4 separate regions of the Mus musculus genome follow, and regions 1, 2 and 3 are each linked to region 4. The links are chromatin contacts, called in public Hi-C and HiCAR-type maps. All regions are on one chromosome and are shown on one strand. The core of a region is the stretch at or near the end of the contact, and the rest is flanking DNA. Distances in the headings are between cores, read along the strand shown.

Region 1 (3,173 bases), core at 673-3,172, 310 kb after region 4:
TTGTGCTTCATACCCCCCTGGGTCCCTTACCATGCTCTGATCTCCATTATGCCTTTTACCTCATGGGTGTATAGCTGTTGTTAATCAGCAAGCCTTCCAGAGCAGGCAGAAGACCTTAGTACAAGAAAACACCCCCAAGTGAGCTAGGACTTGATCAAGGAATCACCCAAGAGGGTGATTTTACTTCGTTCAGATTCTAGAAGGAAAGGGTGAGAGTTCAGTTCTTGTCACTGATGCCTGAGAAAAGAAGACCGTGTGGGCTTAGAACATCACCTTTGGGGCAGGCTATGGATGGAGCTCAGTGATGTGTGTATGCATGTGCATATATAGGTATGCACATGCGCACACACATGTGTGTGGAGGCCAGAGGTCAGCCTTGGGAATCGTCTCCTATCTTTCTTCACTTTAGTTTTTGAGACACGGCCTTCATTGAACCTGGAGGTCCCTGATTTAGTTAGGCTGGATGGCCGGTGAGCTTCAGGGATCCTTCAGTCTCTACACTCCCAATACTGGGATGATAGACGTGTTCCACTCACTGCACCAGGCTTTTACATGCGTGCTGGCGATCCAGCTTTCCTGGGAAAGCACTTTGCCTATCTCCTCAGATCTCTCAATGCTGTCAGTTCATCCAGCATTGTCCTTTTTTTTTTTTGGACTCTGATCACACAAGGTATAGATGACGGGTACACTCCTTCCCTCGGGACTTACCCTGGGTAGGCATGGGCAACAGCATACCTGACTCCACATGTGCACCACGAGACAATGCTACACACTGACATATGGTCCATGGAGCAAACCAGCATCCGATAGAGCTCATTGTGATTGCTCTAACCGGGAGCCTGGGAGCAGGGGATGCTCTCCTGGATCTCAGATGTCAAGTACGAGCACACACTAGAGAGACTTGCAAGTTGTGTCAGAAGACAGGGCTCCTTAAAAAGTGGTTGGATGGGCCAGGAGTATTACTCTGGGCAACAGCTACTTTCACACTATACTATAGTTCCGAAAAATTCTGAAAAAGAGGTGGGCATGGATTTTTTAAAAAAAAAATTAAAACGAAAAGATTATGGAATATTTTAATAACCAAGAATGAGAGATGGGGGAAAAGACTAAAATCTTGCTATTTGCAGCCACATGGATGGGGTCTGGAAAACATTATATCCATTGAAATAAGCTCAACACAGAAAGGGACCAAAACGGCATGATCTCACTCATGTGGAATCTAAAAATGCTGACCTCAGAGAAGCAGAGAACAGCATTTGCCAGGAGATGTGGAGGGAAGCGGGCAGGACATGGGAAGGCAGGTTCACGGTTCAAGGTCACAGTTAGAAGCAGCAGTGATTCTAGTGTCTTAGCACACGGTAGGGACGTTCCAGCTATGAGACTATTATTATATGTTTAAAAGTATCGGGAAGAGAAGATTTCAAGTGTACACACACACACACACACACACACACACACACACGAGTGCATGTTTAAAGAGACAGAAAACCCAAGTCCCTGCATGGATCAAAACATCATACAGAACCTCATAAAGGCGTATGATTTTTATGTGTCAAATAAAAATGTAAAATAAAAGACTATAAAAGACTTGTGGAAGTGGGTCTTTTATTCTTTTTCCTCTGGGATCTCCTGTGTGACTAGGGAGCAAGGCTGAGCTAGTAAGTTTCTGTTCCTTTTTACTCTTTTAATCATGTGTATGTGTGCTTGTGTTGTGCTTGTGTGTGTGGGGTTCATGTGTATGCGTGCTCATGTATGTGAACAGAAGGCAGAGGACAAGCTCTGCTGTTGGTCATGTGCACTGTTGGCCATGTCTGTCTGCTGTTGGTCATGTCTGCTGTTGGTCATGTCTACTGTTGGTCACATCTGTCTGCTGTTGGTCATGTCTGCTGTTAGTCATATCTGTCTGCTGTTGTTCATGTCTGTCTGTTGTTGGTCATGTGTGCTGTTGGTCATGTCTGCTGTTGGTCATGTCTGCTATTGGTCATGTCTGCTGTTGGTCATGTCCTTTCATTTTGTCTCAGCCAGTCTTTCACTCTGCTTGTTGCAGGCCATCTGGTTCTGTCTCCCATCTCACAGAGAGAGAGCTCTGGAATTACAGATGTGCACTACAAAGATGTCTGTATGTAAGTGGGTTCTGGTTATCCAAACTCAAGTCCTTGTGCGACAAGGTCTTTACCCACCAAGCCATCTCCACAGCCCCAGCTTCGGTCCCTAATAAGTTAATAATATAATAAGACTGTTAATAGCCTGGATGAGAATAACAAAGGAGCGGTACCCCTGAGATCGCAAGGAAGAGCAATCAACCAGGAGCACGTCATTCCAGAATCCACCACAGATACTAAGCAAGCATGATGGTGAATCAAGATATTTCAGGCATGCAGGGACTCAGCCTTTCTGTGGAAGTTCCTAAGGATGTAGTCATCGAAAATAGAGGGCCAAGGCAAGCACACTCTCCCAGGAGAGCTGGGTGGGGAACTTCCAGAATGGAGCAGTCATCCAAGACCAACCTGGAGGAGGGAAGGAAGGATTCCAGCAAGGGTGGGCTCAATGGAGTCTGGAGGCCGAGTGAGGCTTCTGACTGCACTGTTAGGTTAAAAAGATAGGAAAGCAACCCCAGAGAACCAGACCCCTCCAAAGCGGGGAGGGGTACTAAGCCCTGACTGTACCAGCTGTATAAGGAGGTACTGTGCCCACACTTCAAGGTGGAGGAAAGAGAAGGGAGAGAGGCTCAGATAGCTAACTTCTCAGCTGCCACACTTTACGTAAGATCAGGACTTGGATGGGTCAGAGCCAATGCAAGCTCGTGATTTAGAGACGGGATGACGGGTACTCAAAGGAGCATGTAAGAAGTTGGGGAGTGGGGCTGAGGAGATGGTTCATCTGCCTCCTGAGAGCATGAGGAGCTGAATCAGAACCCACAAGATCCATGAAAAGAGCCATGCATGGCTGCATTGCCTGCAACCCAGGGGTTCTCAACCTGTGGGTCGCACCCGCAACCCCTTTGGGAGTTAAATGACTTGTTCGAAGGGTTGTTTAAGACCATCAGAAAACAGATATTCGCATGATGGCTCATAACAGTAGCAACATTACAGTTTTGAGGTGGCAATGAAGTAACTTTATGGTTGGGGGGTGGGGTCACTAACTGTAAAGGAACTAGACTAAAGGGTCACAGC
Region 2 (3,203 bases), core at 223-2,722, 290 kb after region 4:
ACACACACACACACACACATCAGCCTAATAAATCAATGCAAGATAGAGCAGCTGCAGCAATGCTGAGTTATTTTGAATAATCCTCTGGCTCCCAGGACTCTCTTCTGCTCATCTAGCTTGAGATCCATCTGCATCCCACTAGAGATGGTGTTTGTATTTTCAGACTGTCCCTTGACTTAGAGCCATCAGGCCAGAGCCTCAGCCTGCTCTTAGGAACCTTATGAACCCTTGGTGGGAGTATTAAAGTTATTTAAGTCCCCATGTCTCACTCTGAAGGCTCAGTTTGTGTTTTGTTTGTCCTCAGTCTATCTGAGTCAGAGGTGAGATGTGGTGCCCTCTCCCCCAGGACTTGTGTGGGTGGCTGGCTGGTCAATCTTGAGTTGGGCAGGCCGTCCTGGGAACCTTCTCCCACCCGCTGAGCTCAGAAGCTAAAGCAGGGACAGCTGGCTTCAGAGGGCCTCCAGCTGGCCCTTCTCATAGAGTGCAGCTCATCTGGCCTTTGATGCCACTGAGCTGTGCCAGGTACAGGGAACACACTCAGCCTGCACAGGGTGTGTCTGATTCCCTCGCCACCATTACAGCAGTGTCCTGCTTGGGCTCCTGCCACCCAGGAGAACAGCCAGGGCCAGCTCTCTATGCCTCTTTTGGAGCAGCCTTGCCTTGAGGTCACAGGGGCAACAGCACCCCCTCCCTACACACACACACACACACACACACACACACACACACACACACACTGAATGAATGACTGACTGACTGAGAAAGAACATCCCAAAGACTCTGCCTCACTTCTGGTCTTACACCTCTCTACAAGGCTGGCTTATGTGCCAACCAGTTCTCTCCAAATGACAGGACCATTTTAAACCAATTCCTGTAAGGCACCCTACTGTACCTTAATTTTTTTTAAAACATCTTTTCATCTCCGGAATTATTTTTGACTGAAAGACATACACAGCAATAGGACCTATAATTTTCTTTAGTTAACAAGATAACAAACTCCATGAAAACACTAGGCGATGGTCACGTAGGGCTTTTCCTACCTGAAGCCCCCTGGTTCCCCCACACACACAGAGCATTGTCTCCTCACTAGCTCTGAGGACAGAGCTTCTAGGTCCACCAAATGACTCAGTCATCCTATTTAAACAGTCCCCCATTCTGATGACACTCTCTGGGGTCCCCATGAGCACATTCCCCTACAATATGGGTCAGGTTTTTATATTTGGATGGAAATGGGCAGTGTCCTGTTTGCAGCAGGGAGTTTGCAGATAGGCAGCCCCTACCCCTTTCCAAGTTGATTCATTTTCCAAGCTACAAGGAAATCCCACTGCATGCTCCCCGCCCCTACGGTTTGTTCTCTGTAAATGCGGTTTTAATTAGGAGCAATGAATTCTGCAGACTCATGTCTCAGGCCTTTCCCCCAGGCATCCACTGTCTTCCCGCCCCCATGCTGGCCACAGAATGCACCAGGTCCCAAGGCAAGCTGCCTGTCAGGCCTCCTCAGGCAGCAGCTGCAACTGATTAGAGCTCTGCTGTGGGCCCTGTTTTATTTATGACCCACCTCTCCCTTCTCAAAAATCCATCAGGGCACACTCATGGAAGTAAAATTAGAGGCCCGGTCAGGGCTGGAGTTGGGAAATGCACTTTACCCTTCTTTTCAGGACATTAGTGGCTATGGCAGCGTGCTGCAGAGGGGACAGGCTGGGGGAGTGGCCCTGCTGTAGTCCCTGTGATCCTCTTGTGTGCTAAGCAGGGTTGCTTTTAGACTTCCATTGTCTGCTCCGTGCCTCCTTGAAAGTCACACTCTTCCCCCAACCTCCTTATGACGCTGGCTGTACCTTAATTGTCAGAAGATATCTCAGCTCTGCTTTCTGCCTTCCAACTGGGCTTATCTGCGCTTGGGGATATCTGTTGTTAATAAGCCAGTTAAAAGCCTTTGCTCATAGCCATATTCTGACATTTTTTTTTTCTAATGGATGAGACTTTTTCTCAGTCATACTGAAACACACCACCCCCACCCCAGCACACTCCTCAGAACTTTAGCAATCCTGGCCTGTCACCCCAGAGAAGGGGGTGTCTAAATCCTTTCATTTCTCAGTGGTCTGGCCCAGAGCTATCCCCCACCCCCAGTCTCTCTGATTCTTAGATAATGTGTCGCCTTGATTCCCAGTATGATGGCATATAAGATGAAACCTCATTTTTTTTTTTATTCCTCTCAGGAGAACCACATTTGTCTTTGAGAGTTTTTGGCTAGCAATTAAAACAGAAAGAGCTGCCTGGTCAAGGGCTTTGTGGGAAAGACTGTCTTAGCTAGAGTGCTCTTTCCCATGGTGACTGGGAACGCGGTTTCTAATCAGGACTCCCTCTCAGACACGAGTGGTCCTCACTCACATTCAAGAGGCTTGTGTGTGCACACATTCAAACAGAAAGACAGGAAGATTTGCTGCAGCTTAGAGAAATCGTGAGGGAGGAAACTTAGGAGGAACTGAGAATGTTTGGGTGAGCCACGAGGAGACAGAAGAGAGAAGCGGAGAAATGAGGTGGCCTTGTTCTCCAGCATTGCTGCGTCATCTCCAAAGAACACGGGGCAGTTGCTACCTGCTCTGAGGAACGTGGGTAACTGGAATTATGATCACTCAAATGCGACCTTTCTGAAGTCCTCAGTTCGCTCAGGGAAGAAGGGGGCTGTGCACTCCACACAGCCAATCCTCACGGGGCAGGTGTCCCAGCTGGAAGAGAAAGAGGCTCAGGCCTCCACCTCAGGAGGGCAACAGCTAAACCTGACACATCACCTACAGCACCAAGGCAGGGAAATGCCAGCAGGGTCTCTCTCTCTCCTCTCTCTCTCTCTCTCTCTCTCTCTCTCTCTCTCTCTCTCCCTCCCTCCCTCTCCCTCCCTCCCTCTCTCTCTCTCTCTCTCTCTCTCTCTCTCTCTCCTTCCTCTGTTTTTTATATCCCAGTTTTTCTGTGCATGCTGTTCCCTAGACACACTACAGGAAGTTAACCACCAACATCGAGGCATGATGGTTAGTGTTAACCTGACAGCATCTAGAATCACCTGGGCATGGCTCATGGGATTATCTCCATCACTGACTGAGGTAGGGACATCCAGCCACTGAGGGTGGCGTCATTCCCTAGTCAGGGGCATCCTGGACTGTGTAAATGGAGAAAGGCAGCTGAGCAGCAGCATGCGTGCATCTTAAATG
Region 3 (3,014 bases), core at 290-2,789, 390 kb after region 4:
AGTGAGAGCTAGAGCCTCCATCAGAACAGACATCACAACAAGGAACAAGACAGGGAGAAGGAGGCCTGGACTGGGAAGATGGCTGCTTCTGGTTAGGAAACTTGGAGGGAAAAGAAACCTCATTGAAAGACAGGTTTCAGGGATACCACAGGGATGCTGTGGGTGGAATCACTCTTAGGAAAGACTGTCATTAGCAGTAAGAGCCCTGGTACCTCTCAGGCTGTGGGAGTCTGGTGTCTGAGGCTGGAGGAGCTGTCATAGAGAGACTCAGGGTCACCCTCTTCTATCCAGAGGACCATTTACCCGGGGAATGGAGAGACAGATGCTGTATAAAACACACCTCCAGCAGCCGGGGCAGTGATGGTGACACAGTGAGAAACAGCTAGAGCACCAGGCCTTTTTGTGGGGTTAGACATAGCGACCAAGAAACTGTTGTTACCCTGGCCTCAGGAAGTGGCTGCAGAAACAGCTACAGAAGCATCTTCAACTGTGGCCACCTCTGCTTTCTTTAACTGGATGCTGTAGGAGTCAAGTATACAGAGACACGCCCATTCTCACTGCACTTGGGGAGAGAACTAGCTTTCCCCAGCTGTGTCCAAGACACTAGGCAAATTTGGGAGGCTAGGCAGTAGGACCAGAGCTCAGGAGAATCGCGCTGCTACTGAGCAGCCAAGGCAGCTGGAGCTCTGCAGCCTGGCTCCTGTGACCCGGAGGGCTTGTGCGTCTCACCAGACAACAGAGAAGGCCAAGACCGGCCAAGAGCTGCCTTTACATGCCAGATGAATCCCAAGAAAGCGGTAAATTCATCTTCTGTAGGCAAGAAAGCCCCAGAGAAAAGGTAGCAGGGACCTGGAACCCTGCCTGCTCGGGAATTTAGCTGCGGTCTGCTTCCTCTCCCCTCTCCTTCCCCAAGCTGGTCTGGAGATCTTTTGCATTTCCTTTGTAACTGACAATTGTGCCTGCGGTTCCCCCCAAAGATTCTCATTTCTCCCCACATGGCCGGTGAGGCTTGCCCAGAGCGCAGGAGTAGACTGGGTACAGTTAACTAAGGTAGACAAGACACAGGAGTCAGGACCTGAAATGCACAAGAGGCTGGGGTCCCTGCCTTCAGCTCCGAAAGGGATGGGGGCAGGGGCAGGAGTCCAAAGGGGCAGGGGGCTTAGCTTACCAGCTCAAGCTGGTAGTCGGTTGATTTCAGGTTAAAGATAGTATAGTTAACACTGGTCACCTCAAGGTGAGTAACAGTATTAATAAGAATCCGCTCAAATCCTTCTGGACACTTAGGTAGATATCTACCCAAGCCCAGTTCTGCACCCGGTTAGGTATCTGCAGCTGCTGGGTTCTGGAGCACTTAAAATTAGCAGGATAGACGCAGAACCTTGGAGTCAGAGTATAGGTTTGGGGGTGGGGGTAGATGATCGGCAGAGGAATAGGGGCAGAGGGATACAGAGGGTTGAAGAGCCCCAGCCCGAGTCCCAGAGTCCAGACAGCGCGGATGCAGAGAAGTAATCCAGAGACTGGGCGGGGACGTAGCCCGAGGCGGGGACGTGGCTGGGAACCAGGGCGTATCTGGGGACCAGCCCGCGAAGCTCTGAAGCTTGGGTTAGGGGCGGCAGGAGGCGGGGTGAGTTTGGGCCCCGCCCCGGAGGGCAGTGGCAAAAGTTTGCCTTCGGATTCTCTGGGGCAGAGTCTGGGAGAACAAGTTCAGGGGCAGGCGACAAGGTCCGGGTGCTGAGCAAGGTGGCTGGACAAGCCTAGCGGGAGAGAAACCTGAGGCCACGAGCGACCTCCGGAGGAGCCCCTAGACGGGAGTCTTAGCTGAGACACGGCAGCATGCAACCAGCCCAGATGCGCCTTGCAGAACGAGGTGAGCGGCGGGACCGGATCCCGGGGTTGCACAGACCAGAGTCGCGGGTTGAGCGCCTGGGGGTTCACCCGAACCCCCTTTTTGGATAAAATTTCAACCAAGTCGGGGCACCAGAGTGACTTGGGCTCGCGAGTGCCTCGCTTCGGCCACCCCCTCCTGTTCATATCCCGGAGAACAGGACATAACCGCCTGTTGGAGCTGGTGGAGAGGTATAGGGTTCCTTTAAATAACAACCAGGGCTTTCTAAATGTGTTTGTAAACTCGGAGCAGAGTGAGCAGGCTGTCCAAGGGAAAGATTCTTGCTTTACTTGGCTAATTAAGAAGTTAGACAATCTTAGGAGAAGAAAACCTGGGCACTGGGAACGGCTGTGGGTTTTCCCTCTGGGAGAAAGCAAATGATTCTTTTAAGTTTTATTAGTGACAAAATTCCAGTTTTCTTAGCACTTCTCAAACTAGGCAATTAGGAGTGTCAGGCCTGGAGCTAGAAGACAAGGTGCCAGCAAAGTGATAATGAGAGAGAAGATTGGTGTGTCATATGTTCTTAACTGAAATAGAAGAAAGGGAAGGGTGACCATTAACCATGTGCCTGTACATGGTCTCTGCGTCCCTGTCTCTCCAGCCTTTAACAATCCTGACACCATGTTCCTTAGATTTGATGTAAAAGGGGGTTTCTCGTCAGCTGTTTAAAGGGAATCCTTTGCTTTAAACAAACACCTCTTCTTCTTGACACCCCCTCCTCCAAAGCCTCCAGAGTCACTCATTCTAAGGTCTGCAGCCAGAAGTCTCTGGTATTGCATATCACCACCTACAAAAATGTATCTATTCAAAGTTCCATCCTTTATAGACGAAAACCAAGCAGACAGGGAGGGCCAAGAGAATATAATTCCTAGAAAGTGGAGCAAGGGGTTGCATACCTCAGGTAAAGGCCTGGCAAGTTGTGGCTGTGGTCAGGGCTGTTTGGTTGAGGTGGTGGTGGTGGTGGTGGTGGTGGTGGTGGTGGTGGTGGTGGTGGTGGTGGTGGTGGTGGTGTGTGTGCCTGTGCGCAGGCGCTCTGTTTGGGTAGCTGTGGAGGAATCTAGATCTGTAAGCTTCTTAAGGGGGTGCAGAGCTCAGTGCTTGGGGGAGTATTGTGTGGCCATATACCTTC
Region 4 (3,196 bases), core at 13-2,512:
ACCCAGTACATCCCAAATGGAGCCATAGTCCCCTAAGTACCAGCCCTTGCTCCAACCTGGGTATTTCAGTGGCTTCTGATGTAGGAGGAGGGTGACCCCGGGGTTTCTGCCCAAAGCTCATGCTCCCTGTAATAGCACTGTCTGGGAAACAGCACCCCACAAGGAAAGGCTGGGAAGGACTGGAGGGTTCTGGGGACCCAGGAAGGGAAGTGTGGCTGGCTGCAGATCAAGAGGGTTCCCATCTGCCTGCAGTTCAGGAGTTCCTCCGTAAAGGTCAGTAGGAACAGTGGAGAAGGCAATCTAGCAGCCCTACACATCAAACAATGCAGCTGGCTGTTTACAAGACCCCACAGGAACCCCTGGTGGGACGGCCTATCCAGTGTGTTCAGAATCACAATTACACAAAGAAATCAAGGCCAGATTTTCCTTTATTAACTTCAGTGTGCACAGAACACAGTTTAGCCATGTAAAGCCTTGGGTCCTCCCCAAGTACAGTCAGGCAGCTTGAATGGCTTTGGGACGCTTCCTAAGTCACCAGAACAAGCTTGTTGTCGCTCAACTTGTAGCGGAATGTAGCACCCCGATTGAAAAGATCTCCTGTCACTCTGTCTTGCTTCCTTAGGGCTGGCTACCAAAAAGCTAGCTCTCCAGCCCTTGGCCCAGGTCCTTCCCGGTGGCAACTGAGGAACTTTCCTGTTTCTAAATTTCCTGCCGCAATTGAGCTCCGCCAGCTTCGAGGGATGCCCAGAAGCCAGGCTTAGCGGATGGATTCCCTGAAAGGCAGGAAATGGGAGCCAGGCTCTCTCCAGGCTCTCTGGGGCTTAGTTTGCCTTCTCTGGCACTTGAAAGGATGAGGTCATTGCTGTGACTGAGTGGTGGAGAAAAGCAGAGAAACAGAGACCAACCACTCAGCTCTGAGAAAGCACTGGGAAAGCCAAGGTTTTAATCAGGGGCCTTAAATCAGTCATTCATGTTTAGACGCTGCTGAGTTCCCATGGCATGGTTTCCGGATCTAACCTCAGTTTTAAAGCCTAAGTTTGGCTTGTCAGTGAGAATGCCAAGCACACCCAAGCTTTGTAATAAGAGCCCCGAAAAGGAAATCCTCGAAAAAGGAAACATTTAAATCATGCTTCTCTTGGGTAATTTTGTGAAACAACAAGAACCAACGCAAAAACTCAAAACTTCTATTGATAGAGATTCAAGGCCATCTGTGGCTTTGAGGACAGTTCCCGACCAGCCTGAACTAGAATGAGCCGCCCTGAAGCCTGAATCCTCTGTGTCTCAGACGGGATCAGGATCATCCGGGACTCAGTGAGGCCTGGCCTAGCGCTCAAGAGCAGGGACCCTGACTTGGTGTTTCCTTGTTCGCACGACACAGAACAGCTCTTCAGAAGGACAGCTAAACCATCCCTGACAGCCGGAGAGTTAGAGAGAGGGTGGCTGTCACTGAGACAGCCCTCTGCTCTCTGCCCTCTACCCCCTAGGTCTTGCCCGGCAAATGTCAAGCGCCAGCGTTTTACGTATTGGCCTGCCAGACTTCATGGAGCTTTCCCTGGTCCCCATGGGTGCAGTGGGGTTGTGTTTTGATGTATTATTGTTAATGTATGTGTGTGAGAGAGGGAGACAGAGAGATAAAGAGACAGAGATAGAGACCGAGAGGCAGAGACAGAGAGATAAGAGAGATGTGTGTGCGTTCAGGCACATGCACACCATCTGGGATGTGGGGGAGTCACAGGACGACTTGCTTGCAGTTGGTTCTCTCTTTCAACGCTCTTGAGACTAAACCGGAGCTCTGAGCTCTCCAGCGTATGCCATTGTTGCTGTTGTTTGCCACGCCGCCACCGCCTGCTTTCTCCAAGCTGGCCTGCAAGCTGCTTCTTCACCCTCCTGTCTTGACCTCCCATCTGTCCACAGGAGTGGTGCGCTCCACCACATCTGGCTTTTATGTGAAGTCCAGAGATCTCACAGTACAGTTTTTATTAGTTTCTTTCTTTTCTTTTTTTAAGTTTTTATTTTATAGTTTTGTTTTGTTTTGTTTTGTTTTTGGCAGTTCTAGGTTGATCACAAAGTGAAACAAAAGTAGAGTTCTCCCTTAACCCATAACCTTCCCCATTCCCAACATCTCCACCAGCACGGCGCACTTGTTACAACTGATGGGCCTTCATGGCCACTCCTTATTACTCAAGTCACAGTTTACTTCAGTGTCCCGTGAGAGGCTTTTCTGGGGAGACAACACACATCCCTTACTCACCCAGAAAGGGAATCCACAACAGGCAAAAGTAACAATTGCCCCAAAGTGCAATTCTGTGAACCACTGAGTGTTTACTGGGGTCAGAACAGGCTGTGTGGGTGAGGGGTTGCTTACGGAGACAACAACAACTCAAAAGTGGGCACTGATCAAAACTCCCCAGACTGTCTTGAGCTCTCCTCAGGCAATGGAAAGATCTCTCCACAGCTTGCTTGTCAAGAGTCTCTTTCCCCATCGGATGTTTACTCCTGTAAAGCTGGGAGAAACCTTGAGAATCTTCCCAGATGCTACCTTCCAGGACTTGTAACATTTTGTTCAACTCTGGAGTCTCTGGAGCCTCCCTCTCTCCTGCAGACAATGTTTCTGTTAGGAGGGCACGGATCAACAAGAGGTGGACTTCGGTGGGCCTAATTCTATTAAACAACAGTTTCCCTGCCTGAAAAAGTCTCCGTGCCCACTCATTCACCACCCTCGATCCCCAAGCTCCCCCAACCCCAACCCTCGGAGAGGGAGGATGGAAGGATCCTGAGACTCGGAACACGGAGGTGAAAAAGTTACAAGATTCATAAGGCCCTTGCCAATGGCCATGGCTGTACGAACAGTAAACAGTTGTTGGGTGGGGAGAAGCGAAGCGGCTTACAAGTTGTCCAGGGCTTGCGGCTTTGCTAGGGCGAGCTTCTCATGCAACCTCAGAGTAAGCCTGATAGAGTCTCTGGTTCATAAACTGGACCTCAGCACCCGAATCTCTTCTTCGGTCCTGTGCCGGAGGTGAAGAGATGCTCGTTTACTTCTTTTTAGGAAAATCCCACAACACCATGTTCCTCCCTCTTCCAGACAACCACTTATCTCCTTGCTATTTTCCAGAAACTCACAGAGCTGGAACCAGCTCGTAGCTGCTCCAGACAGCATCTTTCATCAATGGCTTCTTATAGGTGCATTGCTTCTTTG

The links. Hi-C and Micro-C count contacts between places; a contact is called where the count stands out from the background. HiCAR-type assays count read pairs that join an accessible place to other places.
Region 1: a Hi-C map of embryonic fibroblasts shows a contact between it and region 4, with 1.9 times the contacts expected there. The contact joins two enhancer-like sites. A contact is called at or near these places in 2 of 484 Hi-C or Micro-C datasets (adipose-derived mesenchymal stem cells and embryonic fibroblasts).
Region 2: a Hi-C map of uterus shows a contact between it and region 4, with 4 times the contacts expected there. The contact joins two enhancer-like sites. A contact is called at or near these places in 2 of 484 Hi-C or Micro-C datasets (muscle stem cells and uterus) and 1 of 9 other capture datasets (embryonic stem cells).
Region 3: a HiCAR-type map of astrocytes shows a contact between it and region 4, with 3 times the contacts expected there. The contact joins the promoter of S1pr3 here to the enhancer-like site in region 4. A contact is called at or near these places in 12 of 39 promoter capture datasets (cranial neural crest, embryonic stem cells, frontonasal cranial neural crest and 6 more), 9 of 484 Hi-C or Micro-C datasets (CD4 T cells, cerebral cortex, embryonic fibroblasts and 5 more), 15 of 115 datasets of contacts at active chromatin or transcription factors (the NIH/3T3 cell line, Th17 cells, astrocytes and 9 more) and 3 of 9 other capture datasets (embryonic stem cells, liver and macrophages).

The regions. Positions count from the first base shown.
Region 1 is chr13:51,331,244-51,334,416 of GRCm38.p6, forward strand. The region is part of intron 2 of Gm46414 (a long non-coding RNA gene); the gene reads left to right. Among named protein-coding and RNA genes, the nearest start is that of S1pr3, 76 kb to the right of the region's middle. Within about 2 kb of position 1,923, at least 43 of the 459 cell types and tissues checked have an H3K27ac peak or open chromatin away from gene starts, as enhancers often do. A contact at or near this core is called in embryonic fibroblasts, where this site is marked.
Region 2 is chr13:51,313,204-51,316,406 of GRCm38.p6, forward strand. The region is part of intron 2 of Gm46414 (a long non-coding RNA gene); the gene reads left to right. Among named protein-coding and RNA genes, the nearest start is that of S1pr3, 94 kb to the right of the region's middle. Within about 2 kb of position 1,473, at least 178 of the 459 cell types and tissues checked have an H3K27ac peak or open chromatin away from gene starts, as enhancers often do. A contact at or near this core is called in muscle stem cells and uterus, where this site is marked.
Region 3 is chr13:51,407,079-51,410,092 of GRCm38.p6, forward strand. It overlaps S1pr3 (sphingosine-1-phosphate receptor 3), which reads left to right and starts at 1,540. Exons shown (of 2, transcript NM_010101.4): 1 at 1,540-1,867. The region is part of intron 1 of Gm32834 (a long non-coding RNA gene); the gene reads right to left.
Region 4 is chr13:51,022,194-51,025,389 of GRCm38.p6, forward strand. No RefSeq gene overlaps it. Among named protein-coding and RNA genes, the nearest start is that of Gm32613, 32 kb to the left of the region's middle. Within about 2 kb of position 1,263, at least 74 of the 459 cell types and tissues checked have an H3K27ac peak or open chromatin away from gene starts, as enhancers often do. A contact at or near this core is called in astrocytes, cerebral cortex, craniofacial prominence and 8 more, where this site is marked.